Linked DNA regions of Zea mays: region 2 is linked to region 1. A link is a contact called in public Hi-C data. All regions are on one chromosome and are shown on one strand. The core of a region is the stretch at or near the end of the contact, and the rest is flanking DNA. Distances in the headings are between cores, read along the strand shown.

Evidence for each region. Hi-C and Micro-C count contacts between places; a contact is called where the count stands out from the background.
Region 2: a contact with region 1 is called in a Hi-C map of bundle sheath, with 2.2 times the contacts expected there. The contact joins the promoter of LOC100274267 here to the promoter of LOC100857059 in region 1. A contact is called at or near these places in 2 of 25 Hi-C or Micro-C datasets (bundle sheath and leaf mesophyll).

Annotation. Positions count from the first base shown.
Region 1 is chr2:192,793,007-192,800,684 of Zm-B73-REFERENCE-NAM-5.0, reverse strand. It overlaps LOC100857059, which reads left to right and starts at 4,798. Exons shown (of 4, transcript NM_001254922.1): 1 at 4,798-5,129; 2 at 7,279-7,522; 3 at 7,617-7,678. The coding sequence starts at 4,798. It overlaps LOC100280705, which reads left to right. Exons shown (of 2, transcript XM_008669672.4): 1 at 1-391; 2 at 1,754-2,398. The coding sequence ends at 2,095.
Region 2 is chr2:192,939,540-192,947,217 of Zm-B73-REFERENCE-NAM-5.0, reverse strand. It overlaps LOC100274267 (putative RING zinc finger domain superfamily protein), which reads left to right and starts at 3,151. Exons shown (of 1, transcript NM_001148631.1): 1 at 3,151-4,663. The coding sequence starts at 3,211. The coding sequence ends at 4,392.

The DNA.
Region 1 (7,678 bases), core at 3,549-6,048:
GCCGGTGTCCACGTCCTCCATCCTCATCTCCACGCAGCTGGCCTTCACGGCCGCCTTCGCGCTGCTGCTCGTGCGGCAGCGGTTCACGGCCTTCTCGGTGAACGCCGTGGCGCTGCTCAGCGCCGGCGCCGCCATGCTCGGGATGAACGCCGGCGGGGACCGCCCCGCGGGCGTGTCGCCGGCGCAGTACGGCGCCGGCTTCGCCATGACGCTCGGCGCCGCCGCGCTCTACGGCCTCCTGCTCCCCGCCATGGAGCTCAGCCAGGCCCAGGCGCGCGCCGGTACTGCCGCGGCTGTCACCTACACGCTCGTCATCGAGATGCAGCTCGTCATCGGCCTCACCGCCACCGTCTTCAGCGCCGTCGGCATGCTCGCCAACCATGATTTGCACGTAAGCTCTATTTTGGCTGCCAGCTAGCTCTTTGTTTCGCGATTCCCGGGCACACCCCAGCGCTCTCTCCATCACTACCATATCTGCACTGTACTACGACGTTTGCGGGCACAGCAACCATCTTTCTTTCTCGGAAACTTTTGCCACTCATGAGCCCCCCACCTAGCATTTTGCATATCCACAGTCGGCGATGCCCAAAAATCACCTAGACAGACAAGACAGTTGTGCCAAAATTTGCAAAAAGTTGAAGTAGCGTTTCTTGGAACAGTACCAAATGGTGCCTCGGCCCTTGGCAGCAGCTAGGAACGGTCATCGAGATAGTTTCCGCGTTTTCAATGAAGTAATGGAGTGAGCTCCTTTTGTCATCCTCAGTGATCTCATCAGTAGACTACACGTAGTAAAAAGTTTAGTCCACAAAAGACAGATATTGTAAACTACTGGTCCACTTAGGAATTGAACCTTAATTATAAGCTATCCATATAAAGCTACCTGTGCTTGTTGAGAGCTTGTGTGCACCATTGAACGCTTTTGTTAAAAAAAACAAGAAACGTGTGGAGATCAGAGCACGTTTTTGAAAGACAGACACTCAAACAGTGACATAATATATAATCAGTTCCTAACAGCAGATGTAAATAGAGAAAAAGACAAAACAATAAACCCCCTCATTGGATATTGCAGATTTTCTCTTTGGATTCAGCAAATTGTATGCATATATATAGGCTAGCATAACGCAGTCATGGATCGATACTGCTAGAGTATATATATATATATATATATATATATATATATATATATATATATATATATATATATATATATATATATATATATATATATATATATATATATATATATATATATGCTTGTATTCTTTCTCGAACCGGAAAGCTTAGCCTTAGGCTATCCGCAACGGTTACCTCTAAATTTTTCCCCCTATATCACTTTCCCCCCTATTTTTCCCCATATTTTTTCATCTCCCGCAGCGGTTCCCCCTAAATACTCCCCCTATACCCCACTACCACTATAAAATATCATTTTCTATACCAACTATTAATTTTTTATCTACTAACAATTACTCGTGGACCCACAACACAGTGTTTAGGGTGATGAACAGTGACACGCTAGATCTGGGGGGAGAGAGAAGGGGACCGACACGTAGGGGGCGCTGTAGGGGGCACCGCTGCGGCCGTAGGGTGCCCCCTACGCGTCGCATGCAAGGGGAGGGGGAGAGGCAGCGGTAACCGCTGCGAACAGCCTTAGGAGGGAGTGTAGAGCTGAAAAGGTTCTTGCCAATCCATAGCTCCAGTTGTCAGATCGCTACGACTGCAGGACTGCTCGCTCACGCTGAAAAAAAAAACGCAGGCAATCCCCGGAGAGGCGCGGGAGTTCGATCTCGGCCGGTCAGGCTACTACCTACTGCTGGCCGGGTCAGCCGCCACGTACCAGTGCTTCTTCCTCGGCACCATCGGCGCCGTCTTCTTTGGCTCGGCGCTGCTCGCCGGAGTGGTCATGACCGTGCTTATCCCGGTCACTGAGGTGCTCGCCGTCGTGTTCTTCCACGAGCCGTTCAACGGCACCAAGGGCGTCGCCCTCGCGCTCTCGCTCTGGGGCTTCGTCTCCTACTTCTACGGGGAGGTTCAAACATCCAAGGCGCACCACCACCTGCCTGACAAGCCAACAAATGTCGAGCGTTTGGACCCATAGATGATGGTGATATGGCGTTCCCGGGAGTAAGTTTTCACCCCGTATTTGAGGAATAAGCAAGCCATATCAAATCATATTATACAACAATCTATATAGGGGAGTATGAATTTTCTTGTACAGTCTAATGTCTCCCATGCATGGACCTATAGAGCATACTATGTATATATGTTGGTGTATATGTACTTAAACAAACTTGACCATGCAAAGGTAAGATTAATCCTAGCCATTGCATCAAAAGGATGACTTTGAAGGACCGGATCAAGCAACCGGAAAGGGGTGAATGGAAGTCAATAAAAATATTTACACTCGGTGTAACTTTGGCTCGTTTCCCAATATTATACCCTAACCTTTAAAAATTCAAATGACACACAAGTGATGTGGAAAATTTTCTAGGACATACACGACTCCAACGAAACAAATGGATCGCAGGACAAACATTGAAAAATCCGAAACGACCTAAAAATATGTCACTAACTCAGATTGTTTTCAACATCTCGAATTTTAGTTTTAGAATAAAAAATCATAAAATTTTACATACACCTTCAGAAGGGAGTTTCTAAGGTGTACACAAAATTTTGAACTCAAACGGGTTTAAACTTCAAAGTAAGACCAGAAAACTCAAACTTGCCTTGGAGTTTTGTCAAAATAACATCTATTAGAAAAAATATCCATGAATTGGATCGACTCATACCAAAAGGTTGCAACGAATCCAGGACGATTTCTAAACCATAAATTAACCCCAACACACTTCCCAAACAAGTGAAGACAAGGATCAACTCAAAACTCAAAGTAGAGGGGTTGGGAGTAGAAGAAAACAAATCAAAAGCAAATACCATCAGATGTGATACGAAATGAAAAACCAAGATGGCAACATGTGGTTATGGCCACACTTCCTCAGAACTCTATAAACTTAGATGACGAGGTTCAAAACATCTAAAGATCTCTTAGCTAAAATGAGAAAGACTAAGTGATGGAAATGAAAATGGTAAAAGAGATAGCTAAATGATCCGGCCCTCCCCTCCTTTTATAGAGGGTTGTTCATTATTCCTAAACTATTCCTAGATATAGAGTTGTGATGCCAGATTCCATGAGTCGTGGCGTAATGCCCCAACACAATGCAATCTCTCTAACTCTCCCTCAGCCCAACAATAGTACCATGTCTAGTCCTCATTCTATTTCGGTCGATCTCTCATAGTCGCACAAATGGGCAATGGGACAGACGGTGAGTCAATGTTAAGGATCGCAAAATTTCCTACAGGAACGAGGCCTATGGGGAACCTCTCCGTTCGAGACGGGGACATGACTAGTTTCTCATTTGTGAGGCTAGTCGAGCGGGGCCCGTAAATAAACACGGCAGGGATGGGGAATAATTTTCCCCTTGGGAACCCGAATAGCCATGAAATCAAGGTTCAACCTAACTATATTTATAGACACACACAATTACATGTCTTTTATTTTTGTCTTGTTGTTGCCTCTTAATAATTGATATAACTATAATTGTTATGATGCAGTGATGCCCTTATTGTCCCTGTATTAGAGAACAATTTTTGGGGTGCAGTGTTCTCCACGGGACAGAGATGGGGATGGATTTGTCCCTGTTAAGGCTTCCGAGGCAGGACAAAGAATTGGTTTTCGAGAACGGGACATTCTCTGCTCGTCCTGCTCCATTGCCATCCTTATTCATTGATGTTTAGTGACTACATGAGGAATGAGGAATTGTAGCCCCGATGCTCGTTGAATGGTTTGCGCCTAGGCCATCGGACTCTAACTTTGAATAATAGAGGACTCTGGATTATAACTTTTTCTTTAAATAGATCTTAAAGATAAAAATAAGAAAATATATGCATAGAAATAAAACCGAATTAATCCAGTAAAATAAATTTTTAGTGTCAATAGTGTTAATAGAGTTAGTCATGTGTAACAAATACTCGCTCCTTTCTAACTTATAATTCATTTGACTCTTGTCTTATTAAAAAATCATAAATACTTTTTATTATTACGGTGGTATCATTTAGCATATAATATACTTGAATATTTTTATTTTCGCGTTTTTTTGAATTGCAACGAATTATAAATTGGAACTGAGGGAGTATCTTGTACGTTGTATTGCTTTCTTGATGGTATTGAAGGGAATAAATTGGCTATATAGATGTCAATGAAGGAAATAGAATAGAACCTGCCTATGCAACACTGGTTGCAACGAGAGAACAAAAAAAACTAAATGAATGATAATGAGATAAATGTATAGTTTTAGATATTAACAAAGAGATTTTTATAGATTTTGGTTGGCAAAAGGAGCAATTTGCTCTTGGATCTCAAACTCAGTTTTCGGGCACTTCCACAACACTTGTGTCAATTTTCGGCATCAACTCCGAGCGATCAATCACATCTGGACAGTTGACAAGTGTGATCGTTCCCTTCCACGCGGCGGCTCACACAGTCACACTAGCCTTTCTATACACAATAATCACACGGAGTAGTTGTATCGTGAGGCCACCAAGAATCCACGCCGGTTAGCCGGCCGGCCGGCTCTTTCTAGAAGATCGTTACGGCTTATTATTCCCTCCGATCCAACCGAGTCGCGCGGGTCAGCTGTTTACAAAAATCTCGCTGTAGCGGCCGACTCGTCCGACGTGACCACACGTCAGTGCAACTGAAGCCCAACTCCGCCGCTAAGCCTCAAGCGACCGCGACGCAGAGCCATGGCCGCCACGAGGAGCACGACGGCGGTGCCGGAGCTGGCCCTGCCCTCCGGGAACGCGAGGCCAGTGCCGGTGATTGGCCTGGGGACAGCGGTAATGTTCCAGCCGCCGGAGACTACCAAGGACGCGGTGCTTGCGGCCATCGAGCTGGGCTACCGCCACTTCGACACCGCCTCCTTGTACGGGACGGAGAAGCCGCTCGGCGAGGGCGTCGCGGAGGCGGTGCGGCGCGGCCTCATCGAGTCTCGGGAGGAGGTGTTCGTCACGTCCAAGCTGTGGTGCACGCAGTGCCACCCGGACCTCGTCGTCCCCTCCCTCCGGCAGACCTTGGAGTAAGGAATCCGATCACGTACTTACATGGAGTACTGTATATGCAGACGCATGCGAAATAATATTTACTATTACAGATTTTAACAAAGCGTAGGAGTTGACAGTTGAGTGAGCCCGACAAGCCTATGTCTTAACCTCCGTCTTAGCCTCACTTCTGGAAGAGTGAAAGTGGAGTAAAGAAACCTAGAGGTAGAACCCATTTGAAACTATGAATATTCAATCTGAATGAGCAAGCCCTCAAAAAGGCTAGTTTGAGGAGTCTAGAAATACAAAAAGAAATCAAGCTAAAACGCACATGATCCTTCACAGTACAGTTTTCAAGGACTAAATTTTAGAGGGTTCTTGATTTCTAGGACTAAATTTTAGTTCATCTATTTTATTTCATTTGTCCCTAAATTGTTAAATATGGAAACTATAACTTTATTTTAGTTTTTGTATTTGTCAATTTATAGACTAAAACAGCATAAAATGAAGGGACTAAAAATTAGTCTCTAAAAACCAAACGAATAAAATAAAGGGACTAAAAATTAGTCCCTAGAAACCAAACACCTCTTTAGACCCTGTTTGGTTTCTTTAGTCACTAGACTAAACTTTAGTAGTCGTTAAATTACCCCGTTTGGTTCCATTGACTAAACCAGACTAAATAACATTAATTGTTGTGAATAATGACTGTATTGCCCCTATTAATTAGTGAATGTTTGCTGCAACCAGAAAGTAGAGAAGACAAATAAGGTATAAATCTTACTTTAGTCCTTTTTAGTCACTCCCTTGGTGACTAAAGAGTTAAAGTTTAGTTAACTCACTTTAGTCGTCATGTTTGCTTCTTTAGGGGTTAAAAGTGACTAAACTTTAATCACCCTAAACTAAATGGGGTCTTAGAGCAACTCCAAGAGTTAATGTATAAATCCTAGTTAAATGTAGAGTTTAGAGAGGACTCTTTAAAATAAACAATATCCTATTAAGGGTGGAGTACCAATAGTCTCTCTACATTTAGCCTTTGACCAGTGTTTGTGCGTGTTGACTCGAACAAGCAGGCAAGTTGTGAGGGCTGAACGCTAGGAATTTCTGCATGCTTCCATGGGATGTGTCTTAACGCCAGTAGGAGCGGGAGGGGAAGGGCTAGCAAAAAAAATAGCTAGAAACATGGAGGCGATGCCGAGCCAAATACAATGGCAAGGCAGATGGCAAGGCTGTTGCAAGCTAATTTTATGAGGTTTTTCTTTTCTTTAGCGAGTGCATGCTCTTTAGCTAGCTTGTTGGTGTTGCTCTTAGTCTCTATATTTTATTCTATTTTAGTCCCTAAATTGCTAAATGGAAACTAAAATATAGTTTTAGTTTTCATATTTGACAATTCAGAGACTAAAATGGAATAAAATGTAGAGACTAAAAATTAGCCCCTACAAACCAAACATCCCCTAATTAGTCACTTCACATACTGTATAATGTAGGAATGAAAAACCCACAATACTGACTCTTAATTTGTTCAAACTAACCCTGAGGAAAAGACTGAAGTCAATCACTCACCGTTCCCAATTCTGAAGCAGCAAGAGCACTCTTAATTAGGGTTTGTTTGGATACATATGGATCGGAGGGAAATTGAGGGATTATGTGTCCATGCATCCAAACTTGCATTTATTAGTAAGGAAAATATCATATTTTTTGTCCAACCCTGTGTAAGCCTGTAGATAAGAAAGGAAAAAATAGCTGCAATCTGTACGTAGTGCAAACATGTGGCTGTAGAAGACAGACTGAGTCATCGCGGATTAGGAATTAAATTTTGGCAACAAAAGATAGGTCTGAGCAAGTCTTGGGGCAGGAGAGGGAGGTGGTGGAGGTGGCAAGGGTGACCACAGACAGAGAAGGAGCATGACTTTTTGTGGAGAGTCAGCACCACGCTTTGTCATCAAAGAAATCCATTCACCCATGAAGATTATCAGTTGTATTAAAACGATCTCTCTTTCTACAAAAGTTTGAACCAAAGACACCATAAACATTGCACATTGGTACACTTATACGTACTATATATGTTAGAAAGTAAACAGAGCGCATAAAGATATATATGTGTATTTTTGTTAGCTATAGACATGTATTAAATATGAAATTCTTGTTTTCTCATGACTTCTGTTCATCTGTCGTGGCTCGTGCGAGTAGAAACCTGCAGATGGATTACCTGGACCTGTACCTAATCCACATGCCCGTCTGCCAGAAGCCCGGGCCGCCTGTGTTCCCGGCCAGGAGAGAGGACGCCCGCCCGTTCGACTTCAAGGGCGTGTGGCAGGCGATGGAGGAGTGCCAGCGGCTAGGGCTCGCTAGGGCCATCGGCGTCAGCAACTTCAGGACCAAGCACCTCGACAAGATGATGCCTTTTGCCACCATCACCCCTGCGGTGAACCAGGTTGCCGATCTAATTACCAGCCGCCGAATGATCACGCGAACGAAGGTGTTTAATTCGTCTTGCTTGCTCCGTGCGCGCACGTGCATGTTTGCAGGTGGAGGTGAACCCGGTTTGCCAGCAGCTGAAGCTGAGGGGGTACTGCGCCGAGAAGGGCAT
Region 2 (7,678 bases), core at 1,902-4,401, 150 kb before region 1:
TTACTCTGAATACAATACACGCGGTTTAATTCGGGCCGAGTGAGCGCGCGCGCACGTACTCCATTAAGCAAAACGAGTATATATATATAGCACATGATCCACATCAGAAACTGCTGCGTGCTCCGTTTTTTTTTTAATTATTTCCCCCCCCAGAAAACAAGAAAGCAACGAAGAAACTTCCTTTATCCCAATCAACACTGCTCCCTGGTCTGGTCATGCATGATGTCTCAAGTCTTGCACAGATTTCCTTGTCAAACACTCAAAGAACCTTCTTCTGCTTCTAGCCATTTGACTACCAGAGGATTAGGATAAATAAATGAAACAGATCATGCAGCCGGTCAGTGGTCCGCAATGAGCACCCGCTCTAGTCAATTTTGCTGAGCGGGTGGGTAGCTCCAGGAAATGGAACGCGAAGACAGGCCCGGCCTGAAGAGGCCAAACGCACAAGCTAATAATAATAATGATTAAAAAAAACTCACGTGCCGCCACGCATCTCCGGCGATCCTTCGCTGATCGCATTCCGCTGAGCAAGGGGACGGGACGCCCATCAGATTCTCCGCCGCCTACCCTGCACAGAATTGTCTCTGCTATAGGCAAGCGGGATCTCCGAACATTCGCCAGCTACTTCCTACTTTGCTGTAAAGCGACATCATCGTCATTTGTCCATCTTGTTATTAGATATAGTTTGTTAGTGGTGGTGCCATTTTATATGAACAGCGAATTTCTCACATTTCTCACGATGATGAAGTAAGTGTACGCCCCGTTCTTTTTAAGGGGCAAATACGCGCCTTCGGTTGGAGTGTAAATAATATCATGTTCAAATCAAACATTATCTTATAGTTATAGGGATCAATCTTAAATACTGCAGTTTGGTCAAATGGTCAAAATCGCGCACCACTGCAGATAGGGATGAAAACGGACGGAAAAAATCCCGTCCCGACCCGCCCCATTTTCCACATTTAATCCGTCCGTTTTCGGATTTCCGGAAAAATACGGGTTCGGGACGGGTTACGGGTTGGCCGTTGACGGGAGCGGGACGGAAACGGGAAATACTATTTTCCGTTCGGATTGTCGGGATCCCGTATTTGGTCGGGATATTTCCGTATTTATTCCGGATTTAACCCGGAGCGGAGTCAACAGTCAAGGCCCAAATCTGCCAAGCCCAACCCAACAGCAGGCCTCCATGCTAAAGTGAAACCCTAAGTCCATCTTCCAGCCGGCCGCCGTCCGGAGTCACGGACTCATCTAGTCGCCTGTCCGGCCGTCCACCGACACTCACCCATCGTCCGCCCGCCCGCCGACCGCCGTCCAGGCCGAAGGCCGTCCTGCTGTCTGCTAACTGCTGTCTGGTGTAGGCTACCAAGTATAGGCGTCCGAGACTACGAGTACAGCCTGTAGCGTCGAAGCTGTAGCCGTCGGTCCGTCCAGGCGTCCAGCCCGTCTTCTCAGTGTTCTCCAGGCTCCAGCCTCCAGCTGTCGTCTACCGAAGAGGCGAAGACACGCCCGTCTGCACACAACACACGGCTCCAGCCTCCAGCAGCCGTCTGCCGAAGAGCGGAAGAGGCGAAGACAGTCACCGGCTGGCTGCCACAACAAGTCACGCACACTGTACTGTCTACACACGGCAGAGCTCCAATCCAATTAAGACGAAGACAATCAGGAGTCAAGACACCGAGGCCAACTAGTATTATTTGTAGTGTGACTTACTATGTTAACTGTTATTGTGTCTGGACTGAATTTATGTGGGCTGAGTGAGTGTAAGTTTACTTGTTAGATTTGGATTTGTGCTATGTGCTCATATACTATTGTGGACTTATTTTCCTGTTGTTCAATGGCTATGTGGTCAACTGGTCATGTAATCATGTGGTGATGTGGGCTTTTTCCGGTTAATTTTTCCGTTGAGGCAATTTCCGTTCGTTTCCGGTTAATTTTCGGTCGTTTTGGTTCGTTTCCGTAAACCCGTATAACCCGGACCCGTTTCCGACCGTAGTTGTTCCGCTCCCGCTCCCATTTCCGACGAAGAATTGCGGGAGCGGAAACGGGAGAAGGGTTTTTCCGTCCGTTTCCGTCCGTTTTCATCGCTAACTGCAGAGACCGGTTCTGAATGCACCAGCCAGACACATGCCGGCTCATCCCCATCGTCCATTGTCCTCTGCCTTCGTCGGTCGGTAGGCCCTCTTCTACTCGACTAATCGTGCCCGGCGGCAGCATGGCCGTGCCGACGTGTCGTACTTAGTTACGGTTACGGAGAAACTAGCGCATGGCGGCGGGCGGCGGCCACCTGTGTCACCGTGGGCGTCACATCCAAACGGGCCGGGCTTGCTAGCCACGGTTAGAAAATCATGTCAAGCCATCTAAGCTCGAGGGCTCGTTCCTCTGTCCGATCTTGGCTCGCTGTGAGTCTAAACAGGTCAGGTCAGCCTGATAAATACGAAAAAAGCATGTAAAAAACGGGCTAAATGAACCGATAAGTATGATTTAGTAAAAATAACGTGTTTAACGAGTTTAAAGGTAAACGAGTCGTGCTGGATTAGCCTATCGTACTTAGTTTTCTGTCTAGTCTTGGTCCACTTATTCGTGCCGGGCCAGTTCAAGCTCGTATAAAAGCAGGCTGGACCAGACAAGAAAAACTTGCTTCGGATCGGTTTTTCCTGCTTCGTGATTTCTATACATCTGGGTGCTGCACGTGCACGGGGTGATCCGTGTCACGCCCCTTGCGGCGGATGTTGCCGATGCCCGCCCGCACAGGCACAGATGCGGCGAGGCTCACCGGATACCACGAACGCCTATGAACATACGAGCATACATGTGGGGTAGGTATGTTTGGTTGATTATTTATGCATACGTGTATGGTCTGTGTGAACTTTGGAGGAGGTTGGAGCTGAAGCACTAGTACCGATTAGACTAGCTCGCTGAGGGCAGAGAAAAACGCCTTTACGTAATCAATTCGAAGTGGATCTATATCATTTGTATCTGCGTTCCGACAAGGGACAAGCTACCCCTTCTACAATACAGTATACACCGGCGCCGCCGTCCGGAACGTCTCCCTCTCCCGCTCTCACATATAAACGCCCAAGCTCCCTCCCCCTAGTTGCCGTCTGCCCGTCTCCTCCAAATTGGTTCGTGAAACACCCCCCGACTCCCACAAACCCACCGGCCACCGCTGTGGCTTCATCCTTACCACTCGATCAACACTAAAGCTGGTGCCCAATGGATACGACACTCCTCCGGAGCAATGGCCGCCTCCTGCCCTTGTTCCTTCTCCTGCTTGCCGCCGCCGATTTCACGGCGGTGCAGGGCCAGGGGGGGCAGCAGCAGCAGCCTGGACCAGCTGGGGGGGCATACTACTCGCAAAGCTTCAGCCCGTCCATGGCCATCGTCATCGTCGTGCTCATCGCCGCCTTCTTCTTCCTCGGCTTCTTCTCCATCTACGTCCGCCACTGCTACGGCGACGGCTCCAGCGGCTACTCCGCGAACCGGCCGCCGGCCCCCGGCGGCGCCGCCGCGCGCTCGCGGCGCCAGCGCGGGCTCGACGAGGCCGTGCTGGAGTCCTTCCCCACCATGGCGTACGCCGACGTGAAGGCGCACAAGGCGGGCAAGGGCGCGCTCGAGTGCGCCGTCTGCCTCAGCGAGTTCGACGACGACGAGACGCTGCGCCTGCTGCCCAAGTGCTCCCACGTCTTCCACCCGGATTGCATCGACACGTGGCTCGCCTCGCACGTCACCTGCCCTGTCTGCCGCGCCAACCTCGTCCCGGACGCCAACGCCCCGCCGCCGCCGCCGCCGGCCGACGACGACGCGCCCGAGCTGCTGCCGCCACCACCCGTGTCCGCGCCGCCTGCCGCCGCCGCCGCTGCGGTGGTCATTGACGTGGACGAGACAGAGGAGGAGAGGATCATCAGAGAGGAGGCCAACGAGCTGGTGCGCATCGGCAGCGTGAAGCGCGCGCTGCGCTCCAAGTCCGGCCGCGCGCCCGCACGGTTCCCGCGCTCGCACTCGACGGGCCACTCGCTCGCAGCGTCCGCCACCACCGGCACCGGCGCCGGCGCCGGCGCCAGCACCGAGAGGTTCACGCTGCGTCTGCCCGAACACGTGCTCCGGGACCTCGCCGCGGCCGGGAAGCTCCAGCGCACCACGAGCCTAGTCGCGTTCCGCTCCAGCCGCGGCGGCAGCACGCGCCGTGGCGTCAGCGTCCGGACCGGCGGCGGCGAAGGCAGCAGCCGCGCCGGGAGGAGCATCCGGCTGGGCCAGTCAGGGCGGTGGCCGTCGTTCCTGTCGCGAACGTTCTCCGCCAGGCTTCCCGCGTGGGGGTCACGGTCGACGCGCAGGGGCGTCGAGGCTGACGGGTCCAGCAAGGGCGGTAGGGCGGCCGGCGCCGGCGCCGCCGGCTGAGGCGCCAAGTCAGTGGAACAGCCGAACAGGACGACCACGCGTGCGCTCCTGGACAACGTGTTTGACCGGTTCTCTCTGACCTGGTCAATCGGTGGCTGCTAGGAAACTCTTGGTGCTTTCGTCGCCATCGTGGTGGAAAAAATTTTGGCACTTGAATTTAGGAGAGAACGTGCTTGGTCGCGGCCCTCGCCTCCTCCTTCAGTCCTTCTGGAAGCGTGCTGTATTCATTTGTTATTATTATACGAAAAACGTGTACACAAATTCATAAGTTTTTTCATGCGAATTATATTTGTAAGTATACCCATACCACTCCTCTAAAATTCTCTAAATGCACACACACACGTACCTTAGCTCCTAAAGGTACAATGAAAATCTAATCCATCGGATCTCAAGATTAGTGAGATCGTTTTTTATGGACGAGCACAGAACAACAATTCAATTGAATATTAAAATAAATCTAGAAAATATAAATACTCGTGTTAAGTCGAAAAATAAACCTAAGTGGACATATTTTGCCATAAAAACTCAATCAGCTCTGTTCACCATAAAATCAGTGAGTCGAAGGTCTACCCTAAACCCTCAACACAGGAAACTAACGAAATAAACCATTTTAGATTTATTTATATATATTTCCCATAAATTTCATGTATATGATATTGATATTATAGCTTGCTGGATTTTGGTACCTTCCTTCGCCACTTGATGATCAAAGCATATATTCCGTGGGTCTAAACAAGAATACACATCCTGTCGTTCGAGGAGCCAAAATTTTAAAGTTTAACCAAAATTTCAGAAAATATCAAAACACTATTAAGATTTATATCTCTAAATATATTTATTATTAAAGTATATAACACATCGTAAGTTTCCTTAAAAAAATAAAGGCGACCATTTTGGATGGAAGTAATGAGAATCATGTGATAGACAACTAGGCGCCAAATGTTTCGCCCCAACCACGCGTACGGTCACAAACCACCCACCCATGCTTCTCTAGAGACTAGAAGGCCCTTAAAACAGTTTTTTTTTGCGAGAAAGGCCATTAAAACGTTGATCGATAGGCACCTTGCCTACGGTCCTAATGTCAGCACCAGCTAGTCCCTGTTGTTGAGGAAAATGTATGCACTCTAGAAACGCATGCATGGATGCGTCAGGCCGTGCCATCAACCATTTAATGCTGGGCATAATGAATCAGACAATGTGATTTTGAAATCCAGATTAAATCAATGGGAACATAGGAGATGGAGACAAGGAAAACAAAACAAAATTCCCCTTCCATCCACCACGGCAGCATCAGAACTGGAATGACAGGCCACATCGCCTATCTGCTCAGGATCAAGATAAAAAAGGCCATATCGCCTCATTTTGTAGCACAACACATGCCACCGGCAAAGGCAAAGGACTGCCATCCTCTAACATGAAACGATCCTGCACGTCGACAGGCGCGGCTAGGATGCCGCTGTCTCGTGATCCCACTTTCTTTTGTCCCTCATCAGTCGCATGAGCATGGAAGTTAGTTTATTTTACAATAAATAAACGATAACAATAATCATTGTAAACGAACAAACAAACAAATTGCTCATCTCTGTATTGTGCGGCGACCACCATTCCTCCTGGCCAGTAGTGCACCTCAACGCGGGTGCAGACGCCAGGACGTCGTCCGCGTGGTCCGGCGGCAGGAACCGCGCCCAGGCGGCGTCGGAGTCCGCAGCGGCCCTGAAGGGCGCCGGCGACACCGTAGACGAGTGGCACGCGTCGCCGAGCGCCGTCAGCGAGATGGCGTGCGCCACGCACTCCTCCGGTAGCCGGCAGACGATCTCCGCCGCCGATTCCGTCGCCATGAACGCAGAGTACTCGTACGTACGGCAGCGTCGCCGATGTGTGTATGATGATCACGTCTCGATTGTGATAAAACCGCTCAGTGGAGAGCAAATTCCTGATAACGTGTTGGAGCGCAGTTAAAATGAGACACAAAGAGAATGACAGTTGCATTCTTTATTGCAGGGGAAACTTTGTTTATATACCGGTGAAGGGGTGCGTTCTCAAGGGGTGTCCTTTGGAAATTATCTGTCGCACCCCTTGGATTGATCACAAATACAATATTTTGTAACAGTTCTATTCGAACGTTCGTTCCGTTCTGTCGCTGGCTGACGTGTTCTTTGGCCGTGAACAAAAAGTTGACAGGTGGACCTGTTTGGTTCGCTCTAACTTGGAAGAGTCTATCTATATTTTTTTAATTTAACTTACTAACTTATATAAGTTGTGATGTACTTAGCTGTAAACCAAATAGATACAACCTATTGTGGTCCACATGTTTGATATGTGCCTTATTTTGCATGCCACTCGATAGAATTTTTTTAGTGTTTGTTCGGTTAGAGGTGGATTGTGGAAGTGGCGGACGAGATACTAAAATTAAGGAGGTGCTAGTGTAACAAAAAAGACTCTCTCTATCTCAATATACAATTTGTTTTAGCCTTTTACTTTTGTGTGCATATTCAAGTAGATGCCAATAAACCTAGACACATATATCAAATATTGTATGAATTTATTAACACACTAAAACAAATACTATTTTGGGATGAGAAGAGGTACATATATGTAGCACCTGAGTAACAATAAAACATTATGTAACATACCACTAAGTTGCTACTTGCTAGAACATGAGTACTAATGTGACTAGTAGGCATTCTACGATTACTCATGGTTTGAGAACGTTCGTTGATTATACAATCATCAAGGCTTCTAAACATCTCTTGCTCCATATAGTCATCAATGATCTAAATATTTTGTTACGTGATACGTAGGATCGGCAGTGTGTAGGGGGCGCTCGCCCCGGCTTCCCTCTGTTGGGTCCGCCACTGGATTGACGGGGATTGTAGGGGATTAAATCCCCTTCCGTACAAATTTGTATGGGAGAGAATTTAATCCCCTTCAATCCCCTTAATCCACTTCTAACCGAACAAACCCTTAGGGGTCATGATAGGGAAAGGGAAATAAGAGCATCTCCAATAGATCCCAATACTCTTAATCCCAATCCTTGATTTAGGGAAAAGTTAAAAAACAGTGTTCCAACATACCCCTATTAGCACACCCTTTCTTTACGCATGCGAATAAACTGTCCTCTCGTGTGCATATTACTGTCGGTGTTCCTTCTTCCAATCCCTCATTTGTTTCCATCGTTCCCGCACCTCCTGCTAAATGATCCATTGCACCGCTCGCGGAATCCATTTTTTTGCAATTTAGCCCTTTTTCTGTTTTATTTTCACAAATATACCCTTTTCAGTTTCAT